Linked DNA regions of Sus scrofa: region 1 is linked to region 2. The links are chromatin contacts, called in public HiChIP or PLAC-seq maps. All regions are on one chromosome and are shown on one strand. Each heading gives the region's core, a stretch centred on a gene start, on an enhancer-like site or on the middle of the called end of the contact. The rest is flanking DNA. Distances are from core to core; before and after follow the strand shown.

Region 1 (6,667 bases), core at 2,367-4,866, 140 kb before region 2:
CTGTGGTGTAGGCTGGCAGCTGCAGCTCAGATTCAACCCCTAGCCTGTGAACTTCCATATGCCACGGGTGTGGCCCTAAAAAGACCAAAAAAAAGGAAAGAAGAGAAATGAGAGATCAGATTGTTTAAAGAGGTTTAAATATAAGTAAGGTGATACAGTATGAAGTTCAGTTTGCAGGTATGGACTTTAACTCTGATGTCTTCTTACTGTTGTGTGACAGAAAACATAAGTAATCTTATGTGTGGTTTAACCCCTAAACAAGTGTCTGCCCAGCCCTATTGTCTTGCCTCATGATTGGGGATGGGGTAGTTTATATTCACATCTTAGCACATTCTTTTTTTTTTTTTTTTTTTTTTTTTTTTTTGTCTTTTGTCTTTGTTGTTGTTGTTGCTATTTCTTGGGCCGCTCCCATGGCATATGGAGGTTCCCAGGCTAGGGGTTGAATCGGAGCTGTAGCCACCGGCCTACACCAGAGCCACAGCAACGCGGGATCCGAGCCGCGTCTGCAACCTACCCCACAGCTCACGGCAATGCCGGATCGTTAACCCACTGAGCAAGGGCAGGGATCAAACCCGCAACCTCATGGTTCCTAGTCGGATTCGTTAACCACTGCGCCACGACGGGAACTCCCAGCACATTCTTTTAATGTTCTCAGTTCTTTAAAGCTTTATTGAGTACCTACCATGTGCCAGATATTATGTAGGTAAATGAAGTAGAGAAGAGGATTCAGGTGCGTAATAGTTCAGTACAGTATGGATAGTGTGGCACAGAAGCATTTTAGGGAATCAGGGGCTGTCAGAGGAGACTTCCTGGAGATCACACCTGACTTGTGCTCCAAAAGAGAAGTTCACCAAGCGAAAGAGTGAGGGGAGGCTCAGCTTTTGTCATTGTGGGGAGCAGCTCTGGAATGAGCAGGAAAACGGGGTTGAGAAACAGTGTGCTCTATGTAGGGAGCCACAGACTAATGGCGCTGGAGAGGCAGGGCTCTAGCCATAGAGGTCTTACCTGCAGAACTGAGAAGTTTGGACTTTGTCCTATGATGGATGGGGTAAGGGTGATATTGAAGGGCTTTTTGATTAAGAGACTAATGTGGGAGTTCCTGTCGTAGCGCAGTGGTTAACGAATCCGACTAGGAACCATGAGGTTGCGGGTTCTATCCCTGCCCTGGCTCAGTGGGTTAATGATCCGGCGTTGCCGTGAGCTGTGGGGTAGGTTGCAGACGCGGCTCGGATTCCGTGTTGCAGTGGCTCTGGCGTAGGCCAGTGGCTACAGCTCCGATTCGACCCCTAGCCTGGGAACCTCCACATGCCGCGGGAGCGGCCCAAAGAAATAGCAAAAAAAAAAAAGAGACTAATGTGATTAGAATTGTGGCAGAACTATTCTACTAGCAGGACCAGGAATAGATTGAGGGAAATAGGAAGGGTGCCAGGGGGCCATTTGTGTCTTGGTAAAAGAGCTAAGCCACTACCACCTTGCCTCACCCTTCTCTGCTTTACATGTTTGGTGTAGGGTGTCTTGGTACAAATACAAAGCCAACAGGCAGACGAAAAGAAATGATGAAAAACAGAATCAGAAATGACAGCCTTAAAATAAAATTAAAATAAATTTTTAAAAAAGAAATCACAGCTTTTTCAGGATGAATTTTAATATGACAGCTGCTGAAGTATAGCAGAGTCTATAGACCTTTGAAGATTACATGCATGCATTTCACTCATTGGATGTGGCCTATGCAGAAATACATTGAGATGGAGTTCCTGTTGTGAGTCAGCACATTAAGAATCTGACTAGTACTCGTGAAGATGCAGGTTCAATCCCTGGCCTCATTCAGCGGGTAAAAGGATTCCAGCATTGCCGTGAGCTGTGATGTAAGTCACAGACATGGCTCGGATCTGGCGTTGCTGTGGCTGTGGTGTAGGCTGGTAGCTACAGCTCCATTTCTACCCATATTCTGGGAACCTCTGTATGCCGTTGGGATGGCCCTAAAAAACAAAACAAACCAACCAACAAAAATGGACACTAGTTATTATTTCTCACAAATCTGCATGTTGATTAGGCTCAGTGGGGTGGTTTTCAGGCAACAGTGTTGTTACCCGGGACTACAGTTATTTGGAGGCTCAACTGAGTTGACATGATCCAAGATAACTCAGTCACATAGCAGTAGCTGGTGCTGGCTGTTGGCTTGGAGTTAATTGGAGTGCCTTAAGTCTCCTTGTCCCAGCATGAGAGCAGGGCTCAGAAGTGGAACATTCTAAGCATGTAAAAATGGAATCTTCAAGTCTTTTCAGACTCAGCCATGGAACTTACGGCATTGTTTCCTCTGCTTCATTCTATTGGTCAAAAAGCAAGTAAGCAAGTCACAAGACAAGCCCAATTCAAGAGGAAAGAAATGGACTATTTCTGGGTGGAAGGAGTAGCAAAGAGTTTGCAGCCATCTTTAATCCACCATAGGCTGATTGAGGCAAGCCTTACATTATGAATAGGGTTTTCACAGGCACAGCTTTAAGGGGGAAGAATGTTATCTTTCCCAGTTAGCCTAGTATTAATGGCTCTGGATTTGGCTTCTTTTTCTAAGCTATGGGAAGGGATGCTTACATTTAGGTTATTGTAAATGATACCAAGTAAGCATTTTGACGAATGAGAGAACCCAAGCTGTAGGACTGGCAGGAGTAGTTGGCGGACACACGGCTTCGAGTCAGACCTAGCTAAGCTTTTCCTTGCTGCAGCCCTGCTGTTACTTAGTCTTGGCCTTGTCTTTTCCCTGCAGTAACCCTCCACTGAGTGAAGAGATGTTGCCTCCTGGGGAGTGGATGTGTCACCGGTGCACTGTTCGCCGAAAGGTAACAATACTGCTTTCTAAAGGCTTTGCTCAGAATGCCAGATCTAGAGCGCTGATATTCTAGAGCTAAGATGGTCTGGCCCTGAAGGCATTTTCGTTCCTTCTTCTTGTCTCTTCCAGCCCTGGAATCACCCTCACACTCCCCATGGTGACTGTTTGGAATCCAGTAGGGCCTAAAATCCAAACATGGGCTGCTGAAATGGGCAGAAGAGGTGTGTTAATTTACTGAGCCATGTTCATTCACTTAGTGACAGGAGTGGTCTGACCTCCTTATAGACCTCCTGATAAGTGGCCTGAAAGTGGCCGAAGAAGAAGGCAGCTGCTTCTCCAGCTTGATGAAAAAAAGGATTTCCCTCACCCCAAGGCAAATAAGTCCCTGATATCTAGAGGCTTGGCCAGGTGTATGGGGTGGAGAAGATTTTGACCCACTTAAGCCCCAGATTGCCTAACCACTCTTTAGTTCCCCTTCCCTCAGCTTTGAGAATTCAGTACTGGCTTTGAGAACATTATTTTCTTGAGAACTTTTTTAGAGTACAAAAGCTAAATGTTCCCTTATCAAAAAAGGAAGTAGGTATGCTTCAACCCAGATTATGAGAGACCAAATCCTCAGATGTAGGATGTGGATTAAAATTTGTCTGTGAATTGTAAACTATTCCTTATACACCAAACAACTTTCCTTTGTTGTGACATCACCTCTCTTTTCTTGGCCCCTGAACATGATGTCACAATGAATGATGACTTCCTTGGTTGCAGAAACAGGATGAGATGATTCAGAGATTGTGGTTTATATGTGTAACAGTTTTCTGCCTCTAAGAAGAGGGTAAACAGGCAGACGCTATTTTCAATGTGTGCATAAGGGTTCCTATTAAAAAAAAAAAAAAAAAAAGGCAAGCCAAGGCCAAGTCAACTGCCTAACCACAGCTATAGTTTGATTTCTCCTGCCTTCCACAAACCAAGGTATTCTCCAGCTTGTCCACCCCTGCAAGATCTTTACCTTTGATTAGAGTAGTGGCACCTGCCAGTCAAGAGGCCTTTCAGAAACTTGCCACTCAAAAAAACCAAACCTGAAAGGGTTAGGAACAACTGAGGGGGAAGAAGTGAAGCCAGGAAAAGAGGGGGGTAAAGAAGAGAAACTAACATAATTTTAGTATTTGTCATAGCTGGGTATTTTACATGTGTTATCTCACTTAATCTATATCCAACTATGGGTGCTAGTGGTACTGTCTCCATTTCAAAGAAACAGCTTCACAAATGTCAGACTTACTCAAGTATCAAGTACTCAAAGGAATTTCAGAGCCAAGGTTTGAACCAAATTCTGTCTCATTCCAAAGCTCTATTATTTCTTCATCAACTGTCTAGAAACAGAGGTACTTGCTGGGGATTATATTTATAGTATGGCTTTTTCTAACATAGCACACTTTTCCTGAAATGCCACTCTGACCTGCTCTCAGATGGACCTCCTGGCCTACCAGTGCCAAATTTGCTTTTTGCACCACCACCACCACCTCTACAGCTCTCTGGCCTTCTGTAGTTACACTGAAGTGGATTGAAATGATAAAACTTGTGGACCTCACCAACCCTTGTTGTTCAGGTCTTATTCCAAGTGGAGGCTAGATCCTCTCCCAACTCAGAGCCATCCCTTTCATATATGTGACACTTTTTATCTCTACCATATCCCTGAGAGGAAAAGAAAGATTTTACTAGTCTCACACATAGAGAAATTCCTCTCACCAACTTGGGTCACCCAAGGTCACAGGGAATCAGTGGCAGAACTGTGACAAGATCCCAGGTCTCCTGACTGGAGGCCACTGCTAGACCTTCATTTGACCACTCTATTTGGAGCCCTAGAAAAAATTTATTATCAGTCATTCAATCCTACTCAGTATACTTGGTCTTCATTTCCCCACTTCCCATTCAAAGGAGTGTCACTTTCAGAATTCCAGTTAAACTTGAAACACTGAAAGCCACCATTCTTGGATGCCATGATTGTTGGGTTGCTACCCTCCACACCCCACCCTTCTACCTTGTGGTGCGATTGGTTGCCTTGCATGCGAGCACTCAACCTCCTGGGCGGGGAGCCCTGCTTGTCTGTTTTACCTTTTACTTTTGCTTTTGCAGACTTATTTATTTATTTATTTATTATTTTTGTAGTTTTAGGGCCACACCTGTGACACATGGAGGTTCCCAGGCTAGGGGTCCAATCAAAGCTGTAGCTGCTGGCCTACGCCACGGCAAGGCCAGATCCAAGCCGCATCTGCAGTCTACACCACAGCTCATGGCAGTGCCAGACTCTTAACCCACTGAGCAAGGCCAGGGATCTAACCTCATGTTTCCTAGTCAGATTCATTTCCGCCATGCCACGACAGGAACTCCCTAAATTTATTCCTACTGCATTAACTTTTTATCCCTTTACCCCACTGTACCTTGTATAGAGATATCATGTAACGTGATGACTTACAATAACTGATGTATGGTTTGGATAATTGTTTCTAACGTTCTATACTTCTTGTGATTCTCTACGGCAGTGGTTTTGCCAGCTTTAGTTTAGTTCAGCTAGTTTTGTCAACTTTAACAGACCAGTGTTCCAAGTTCCCAGGTGGATAACGCTGTGATACTAGAGACTTTCATAATTTTGGTTAGTGGTCTAGCAGGACTTTGTAGCACCCATCTCTTTCTATTTTGTGGTACTTTATGTGATGGCCCCACCTGTTCATTTGCACAGAAACGAGAGCAGAAAAAGGAGCTGGGCCATGTCAATGGACTGGTGGACAAATCTGGCAAACGGACTACATCCCCCAGCAGTGACACTGACTTGTTGGACAGATCAGCTAGCAAAACTGAACTCAAGGCTATTGCCCATGCCCGAATCCTGGAGAGGAGAGCCAGCCGGCCTGGCACGCCCACATCCAATGCCAGCACAGAGACCCCCACCTCTGAGCAGAATGACGTCGACGAGGACATCATCGACGTGGATGAGGAGCCCGTGGCAGCAGAGCCGGACTGTGTGCAGCCCCAGCTAAGGCGGCCCTTTGAGCTGCTGATTGCTGCCGCCATGGAGCGGAACCCCACCCAGTTTCAGTTGCCCAATGAACTGACTTGTACCACTGCACTACCAGGTTAGCCAAACCGTCATGTCCTCTCCCCAGTCCCAGCTTCCCCAAAGGACTGAAGGGCAGTGCTGCCTGTGAGGTCACTGTCCATGTAGCCAGTTTCAAGTTCCTGTTCTTGGTTTGTGGAGAGATCCTTGAATGTTTACAATACTTACTCAATTTTCTATTTTCCACCCTTCCCAGTATCACTTTAAAAAAAAAAAAAAAAAAAAGGTAATACATGCAAATAGTTTAAAAATCTAAAAATACAGAAAAGGTTACAGTGAAAAGTTTCCCACCCATCCCTCTCTACTGTTTGCCTAATTTCTACCTTCCTACCCCTCATAGATGACCACTGTTTGGTTCTTGTATCTCCTAGAATATCTTTGTGCATATATTAGCAAATACAGATATATGTTCATTATTTTCCACTTAGATAGCATACTTGCTAGAGAGGTCTTTCCATATTAATGTTGACATCCCTCAGTTTTTCTTAATGATTGCATAGTAGCCCATTGTATAGATATCCCATAATTTATTTAACTAATTTCCTATTAGTGGACATTCAGGTTGTTCTTAATCTTTTGTTACTGTAGCTAGTGTTTCAACAAATAGTTTTGTAAATGCATCATTGTGTACATGTGAGTGTATCTGTAGGATATATTACCAGCATTAGAATTGCTGGATCAAAACTCTGCATTTATATTTTTTTAAAGTATGCATTTATAGTTTTAATGGATAT
Region 2 (6,225 bases), core at 1,135-3,634:
CTTTTTGTCTTTATAGGGCTGCACCTGAGGCATATGGAGGTTCCCAGGCTAGGGGTCTAATTGGAGCTGTAGCCACTGGCCTACACCACAGCCACAGCAACGCCAGATCTGAGCTGCATCTGTGACCTACACCACAGCTCACCGCAACGCTGGATCCTTAACCCACTGAATGGGGCCAGGGATTGAACCTGAAATTTCACGGTTCCTAGTCAGATTCATTTCTTTTTTTTTTTTTTTTTTTGTCTTTTGTTGTTGTTGCTATTTCTTGGGCCGCTCCCACGGCATATGGAGGTTCCCAGGCTAGGGGTTGAATCGGAGCTGTAGCCACCGGCCTACGCCAGAGCCACAGCAACGCGGGATCCGAGCCGCGTCTGCAACCTACACCACAGCTCACGGCAACGCCAGATCGTTAACCCACTGAGCAAGGGCAGGGACCGAAACCGCAACCTCATGGTTCCTAGTTGTATTCGTTAACCACTGCGCCACGACGGGAACTCCCAGATTCATTTCTGATGTTCCATGATGGGAACTCCGGGATAGGTATTTTCTAGCTTTTATTTTCCCCACCCACGTGTCCGAGCTGACTGAAATATTTCAGTCATAGTAATAGTTGGTATCAAATTGTTGCTACAGATAAAGACATAGATGTATTTTCAACTGACATGCTGCTGATTAAGTTGCTTATCTATCTAAACTTGGGCTTCTGCTGCTCATATCTGATATCCCCCGTATATTCCTTGAGTGAGTTGCCTTGTGTTCCATGACCTTGTTTTTTTGTCATTACAGTGTGAGTGACTGCCTCATGTTGTGTTGATGCCAGTCTGCCATGCTAGCCTGTCTACCAGGGCCAGGTGACCTGTCCTTTCAGCTTCTTTCTCACACGCAGATGAACACTGGACTTCAGAAATGTAAGTAATCTGGATCCCAGGGAAGGATGTGATCCTTTATTTTGTCCCTACGTTTGGGCTGTCCTGGAGGCACGTTTGTGGTACACTGACCATGACCTTGATATCTCCAAGACACTGCTTCTTCACAAACAGCAAGAAGGCAGCTGTAAAAATGTCAGCAATGTGAGACACTGCTCTGATCAGAGGTCCTCTTAAATACTAGAATTTCCCAATGTGTATCATCTTAATTTGTTCTTGTTTTTGTTTTGGGTTTTTTTTCTTTTTAGGGCCACACCCAAGGCCTATGGAGGTTCCCAGGCTAGGAGTCAAATCAGGAGCTACAGCTACAGGCCTACACCACAGCCACAGCCACGGCAGAGCCAAGCTGTGACCTACACCACATCTCGAAGCAATGCCAGATCCTTAACCCACTGAGTGAGGCCAGGGGTCAAACCCGCAACCTCATTGTTCCTAGTCCGATTCGGTTCCACTGCACCATGACAGGAACTCCTATATCATCTTAATTTTAATTGTTGCTGATAGCTATCTCTTGAGCAACAAGGTTATAAGGAGTTTTATAGTGTGTGTGTATATATATATATATATATATATATATATCTATCTCCCACTTCAAAGAAGTGTTCCAATTTGAACACCCGTGAGGAATTGAACAAAAACTCAACAGTCTAGATTACTTACTGTACCTCTGAAACAAACTGTTTCCACTGTGCTGTTGTTTTGAACTCTCTGAGCACTCTCTACCATGGAAACAGACAGTTCCCTTTGGCTTTGCTGTCTGCCTTATGTTCCTTTGCCCTCAATTGATAGCAAGTAAAGAAGCTTTTGCTTCCAAAAGAGATAGGAAACTAGCTTTCTCTGTCTCTCTGGGCATATTCCGGTTAATATTCTTCCCACAAGATTGAGTTGTTAATTACTGTCTGTTAGACTTCTATCTTAAATTGGCTGGAATTAGTTTATACTTCATGTTTTCCCCGAGTCCAACCTTCTGTCCTTGTACTTTGTGATGTGCAAGGAAAAGATTCTGTTCCTGGCTCAGTACCACGTATAGTATCAAGTGTAAAATGCCCTAAATTTGGAATAGACCTTCATTTCAGAGCAAAAAGGGAAGAAATCAATGAGGCATCTAGGCTTCCCCTTTCGTAGAAAAGGAGTTTCAGCACCTTACCTGAATCCTTTGTGACAGATTGGCAAACTTTTTCTATAAAGGGTCAGATGGTATATATTTTAGGGTTTGTGAATCACACCTTAGAGTCTTTGTTGCACATACTCACTTCTCTACTGTCACTGAGCATAGGCACCTGTGGACAGTATGTAAACAAGTGAGTGTGGCTGTGCTCCAGTATAACTTTCTAGAAAAGCACAGCAGCTGTGTTGGCCTGTAGGCTGTAGTTTGCCACCCGGTTCTCCTTTTGAGATCATCTTCAGAAGTTAAAAATGGTCTAGCCTCTTGACTTCCTTTTTTTGAGACTCAGAGCCTGGCTAGTTCTAGAATTTGGCCAGTGAATCCACCTTGTGTAATGACACAGCCAGAGGTGACAGTCTTCCTTCTCAGCTGCTTGACATAGTAAGCAAGACCTGCTGTTCAGCCCTTCCCCAGCCTTTCTCTTTCTAAGTGATAATTGCATGAGAAAGTTGTCTGTGTTTCCTGGCCACCCATATCTGCATGCTCACTGCATTGTGACTGGTTCCAGGCTTCTAGAGGCACAAGTGAGGAGGGAGTGTACTTGGAGGCATACGGTAAGATGACAGTGAGCAGCTCACTGTTGTTCTGCTTGATTCCTTAACACATTCTGACAGCTTCACCCAAAGATGTGCTGTCAAGGGCTGAGCCAGTTGAAAGGAAAGACGTTATTGGCAGCTTGGTCTTAGAGGCTGACTTTGGACCTTTTCCTCCTTCTCCCCAAGTAGTCTCTGCTAGCCACTGCCCCGAATCTCTATTTAAGAATGAAGGTATCCTTCCTCCCTGGTTTCAGGCCTACCTGTCCATTTGGGGGACAGTGTATTTGAATCTCTTCGACTCTCTTTTTCCTCTCTTTAACTACACTCAGACTTCTCCAAAGGAGAAAACCCAGTGGTGTTTTTAAGCTTGCTTAAATCTTGCTTTCTTCTTTCCTCTCCCAAAATGTATTTTTGAAAAAATCCTATCATGTGACTCATAGCTGTTGGCATTAAGCATTTACAGTTAAGGTGAGGTGAAGCATAAGCTGTCTCCTTTGGAAACCAGCAGCCACGAAGCTGCTCAGAGCCCAGGCCTGTCAGCTACAGAGACCTAAAGCTAGTCTTGTGACTGCTCTTCAGCCTTTCCCTGCTCCCATCCTCAAGAGGGTCTTAAAAGTTGCTCAAAACACAACTTGGTGTCTGCTCGGGTGGGCATAGGGTACAGATATTTGTAGCTTAATATACCTTATATTGTAAGAGTCAGTTCAAGGCAGGAGAGATGGGTTGGGGTTAGGAGAGGAAATAGGTGGATTCTTGACCCAACACCGTAAGCCCTTTGGTTAATGACTTTTCCCATGCTTGAGTTGCTGTGTATACAGAATCACAGGATTGGTCCAGCCTAACGCCAGCATTTTCTCTTCTCTTCCTTTTCTAGACATATAGGAGGATGTAATGCATTTCCCAACCTAGATACGTGATTTGCTGTAGTGCAGGCTGGATTAAAGGATATCTTGGCTTTGATTAGGTCTTGCATTTGTTGGAAGACCACAGTCGAGGTTAGGTGAATGTCCTCATAGAACTTTTCTAGGTTGTTATTCCATGATGTCACTTGCTTTGAGTCCCCAACCATTTGGGGGCTTTGTACTTGTCAAGTTTGTTTTCCTCTGACCCATCTTCTCCCAATGTTGTTGGTCACTTTTTTTTTTTATTAATCCCAAGCCTCTGCTCCTATTTCTCCAGCTCATGGTGGGTATATAGGATGGCTCAGTATTTTGGGGTAGAATGAGTGAAATAACCTAAGGTCATTGGTCCTAAAATCACCTTTTAGACAATGACTGTGACCTCTTTCATTGTAGAGCCTTGGGGCCTAGGACAATATCAAAATTAATTTTCCTTTACTGCTTTGTTGTATACATCTCTGCCCCCTAGTGGAAAGGCCTGGAAATGGTGAATTGGCCCAGTGACTGGATAACCTCTAGAGAAATATCAGAAATATTAGCTAACATTTGTTGAGTGCTTACCATACACCAGGTACTGTCTTGAGTATTTTTATATATATTCTCATTCAGTTCATTCCTCAACAATTCCATGTGGAAAAACTCTCTTTGTTGTAAGAATGAGGCGCACAGTTTTTGTCAGTTGTCATCGTCACATTACCATTCAGTGGGCTAGAACTCGCACTTGGGTCAGACTTCAGAGCCTGTGTTTGAAACATACTGCCTATGTCTTCCTGCTTGTAGATAAAGGTTCTTTCTGCATGTGCCACCCATGTCTTCTGACCTTCAAAAATAGAAGGATAAATGGGACAGTCCCCAAAGGGAAGCCTGGATTCAGGGAGATCCACCCCACCCCCACTTCCCCAAAGAGACGACAGTGCTTTCTCTGATTCATTTAATGCAGAGTCAAGTCCAGGGGGTCCTACACTATTTTGTCTTGTCTGTGGGCGATCTCAGCCAACCTGCTATCCTTGAATAATAACTATAGACAGAAATGGCTCCTCTTCACAGAGCATTTTCCTGTTCATTGGATCTCTTGATCACAGTAATTCTGTGAGTCAGGACAGCAGGTATCATCCCTGCTAGTAAATGATAAGTGAGAGACTGAGTAGTCAGATAATAAAACTAGTGCTGGAATCCAGATCTCTTTTTTTCTAACCACAGATTCTCTGTTCTCTACACTACCTTATGTCTCCATTAATGACACTATTCGTACCAGGTAGTTAAATAAGTTGCTTGCAAAGCTTGTGTTAGCTGTGCACTTAGAGGACCCTGATACAGAGGAAAGAAACTTTTCTTCTCCAAGGTACCAGTGTGGGGACTGAGTTTTCCAAGTACCGAGGAAAACCTGACTCTTTTTTTCCCTTTTTTTTGGCCACTCCCATGGCATGTGGGAGTTCCCTGGCCAGGGATTGAACCCGTGGTGCCATAGCAATAAGGCTAGGTCCTTAACCCCCTGTGCCACAGCAGAACTCCAAAACTTGGCTTTTTTTTTTTTTTTAAAGGTCTTTTTAGAGCTACATTGGAGTTCCCGTCGTGGCACAGTGGTTAACAAATCCGACTAGAAAACATGAGGTTGCAGGTTTGATCCCTGGCCTTGCTCAGTGGGTTAAGGATCTGGCGTTGCTGTGAGCTGTGGTGTAGGTTGCAGACACGGCTCCGATCCCACATTGCTGTGGCTGTGGCATAAGCCAGTGGCTACAGCTCCGATTCGACCCCTAGCCTGAGAACCTCCATATGCCACGGGAGCGGCTCCGGAAAAGGCAAAAAGACAAAAAAAAAAAAAAAAAAAAAGGCCGCACTTGCGGCATATGGAAGTTCCCAGGCTAGAGGGTAGGATTGGAGTTGTAGCCATCAGCCTATATCAGAGCCACAGCAATGTGGGATCTGAGCTGTGGCTGCAACTTACACCACAGCTCACAAGCTCACAGCAACACCGGATCCTTTAACCCACTAAGCGAGGCCAGGAATTGAACCTGCATCCTCATGCATCCTAGTTGGGTTTGTTACTGCTGAGCCACGATGGGAACTCAGACTTGGCTCATTTGTAAGGCTTAAGTCTGGTATATGAAGTGGGTGATGTTGGATTCCTAGAATGTGGCCTCTGTCTTGTCCAATATGTTCATCTCATCCTTGAGATTCTTCCTTACCATACTGTAGCCTGTGTCCACACTTGCACCTTGCTTTGATTCTGATTTCTCTCTGCTGTCAGCATGAGTGGAGGCAGGGATGGGATTAAGATGGTGGAGTAGAAGGACTGGAGTTCACCTTCTCTCATAAAAGCGACAAAATTACAACCAACTGCTGAACAACCTTCAACAAAATAGACTGCAAACTATCAAAAAAAAAAAAAAAAAATCCTACTCCAGAAGACAAAGAGGAGGCCACATCAAGACGGTAGGAGGGGCAATTGTGAAATATAAGCAACCCCATACCCATCTGGTGGGCAGCTCACAAACTGGAAAAGTAACTATATTGCAGAGGCTCACGCATGGGAGTGAGAGTTCTGAGCCCCACATCCGGTCCCCATGCTTGGGGATCTGGCATTGGGGAGAGGAACCCTCAGAGCATTTGGCTTTGAGGGCTTGTGTGCAGGAGGTCCACAGGACTGGGGGAAATGGAGACCACTCTTGAAAGGCGCACACAGGCTTGCATGTGCACTG

Evidence for each region. HiChIP or PLAC-seq counts read pairs in DNA pulled down with a chosen protein or histone mark.
Region 1: an H3K27ac HiChIP or PLAC-seq map of alveolar macrophages shows a contact between it and region 2. The contact joins two enhancer-like sites. A contact is called at or near these places in 2 of 5 promoter capture datasets (fetal liver and liver), 9 of 47 Hi-C or Micro-C datasets (embryonic fibroblasts, heart right ventricle, mesenteric adipose tissue and 5 more) and 2 of 2 datasets of contacts at active chromatin or transcription factors (alveolar macrophages and skeletal muscle).

The regions. Positions count from the first base shown.
Region 1 is chr12:45,146,855-45,153,521 of Sscrofa11.1, reverse strand. It overlaps PHF12 (PHD finger protein 12), which reads left to right. Exons shown (of 16, transcript XM_005656997.3): 4 at 2,765-2,837; 5 at 5,559-5,952. Among named protein-coding and RNA genes, the nearest start is that of DHRS13, 23 kb to the right of the region's middle. Within about 2 kb of position 3,616, at least 18 of the 83 cell types and tissues checked have an H3K27ac peak or open chromatin away from gene starts, as enhancers often do. A contact at or near this core is called in alveolar macrophages, where this site is marked.
Region 2 is chr12:45,009,375-45,015,599 of Sscrofa11.1, reverse strand. It overlaps FAM222B (protein FAM222B), which reads left to right. Exons shown (of 3, transcript XM_021067489.1): 2 at 787-908. The coding sequence starts at 827. Among named protein-coding and RNA genes, the nearest start is that of TRAF4, 37 kb to the right of the region's middle. Within about 2 kb of position 2,384, at least 5 of the 83 cell types and tissues checked have an H3K27ac peak or open chromatin away from gene starts, as enhancers often do. A contact at or near this core is called in alveolar macrophages, where this site is marked.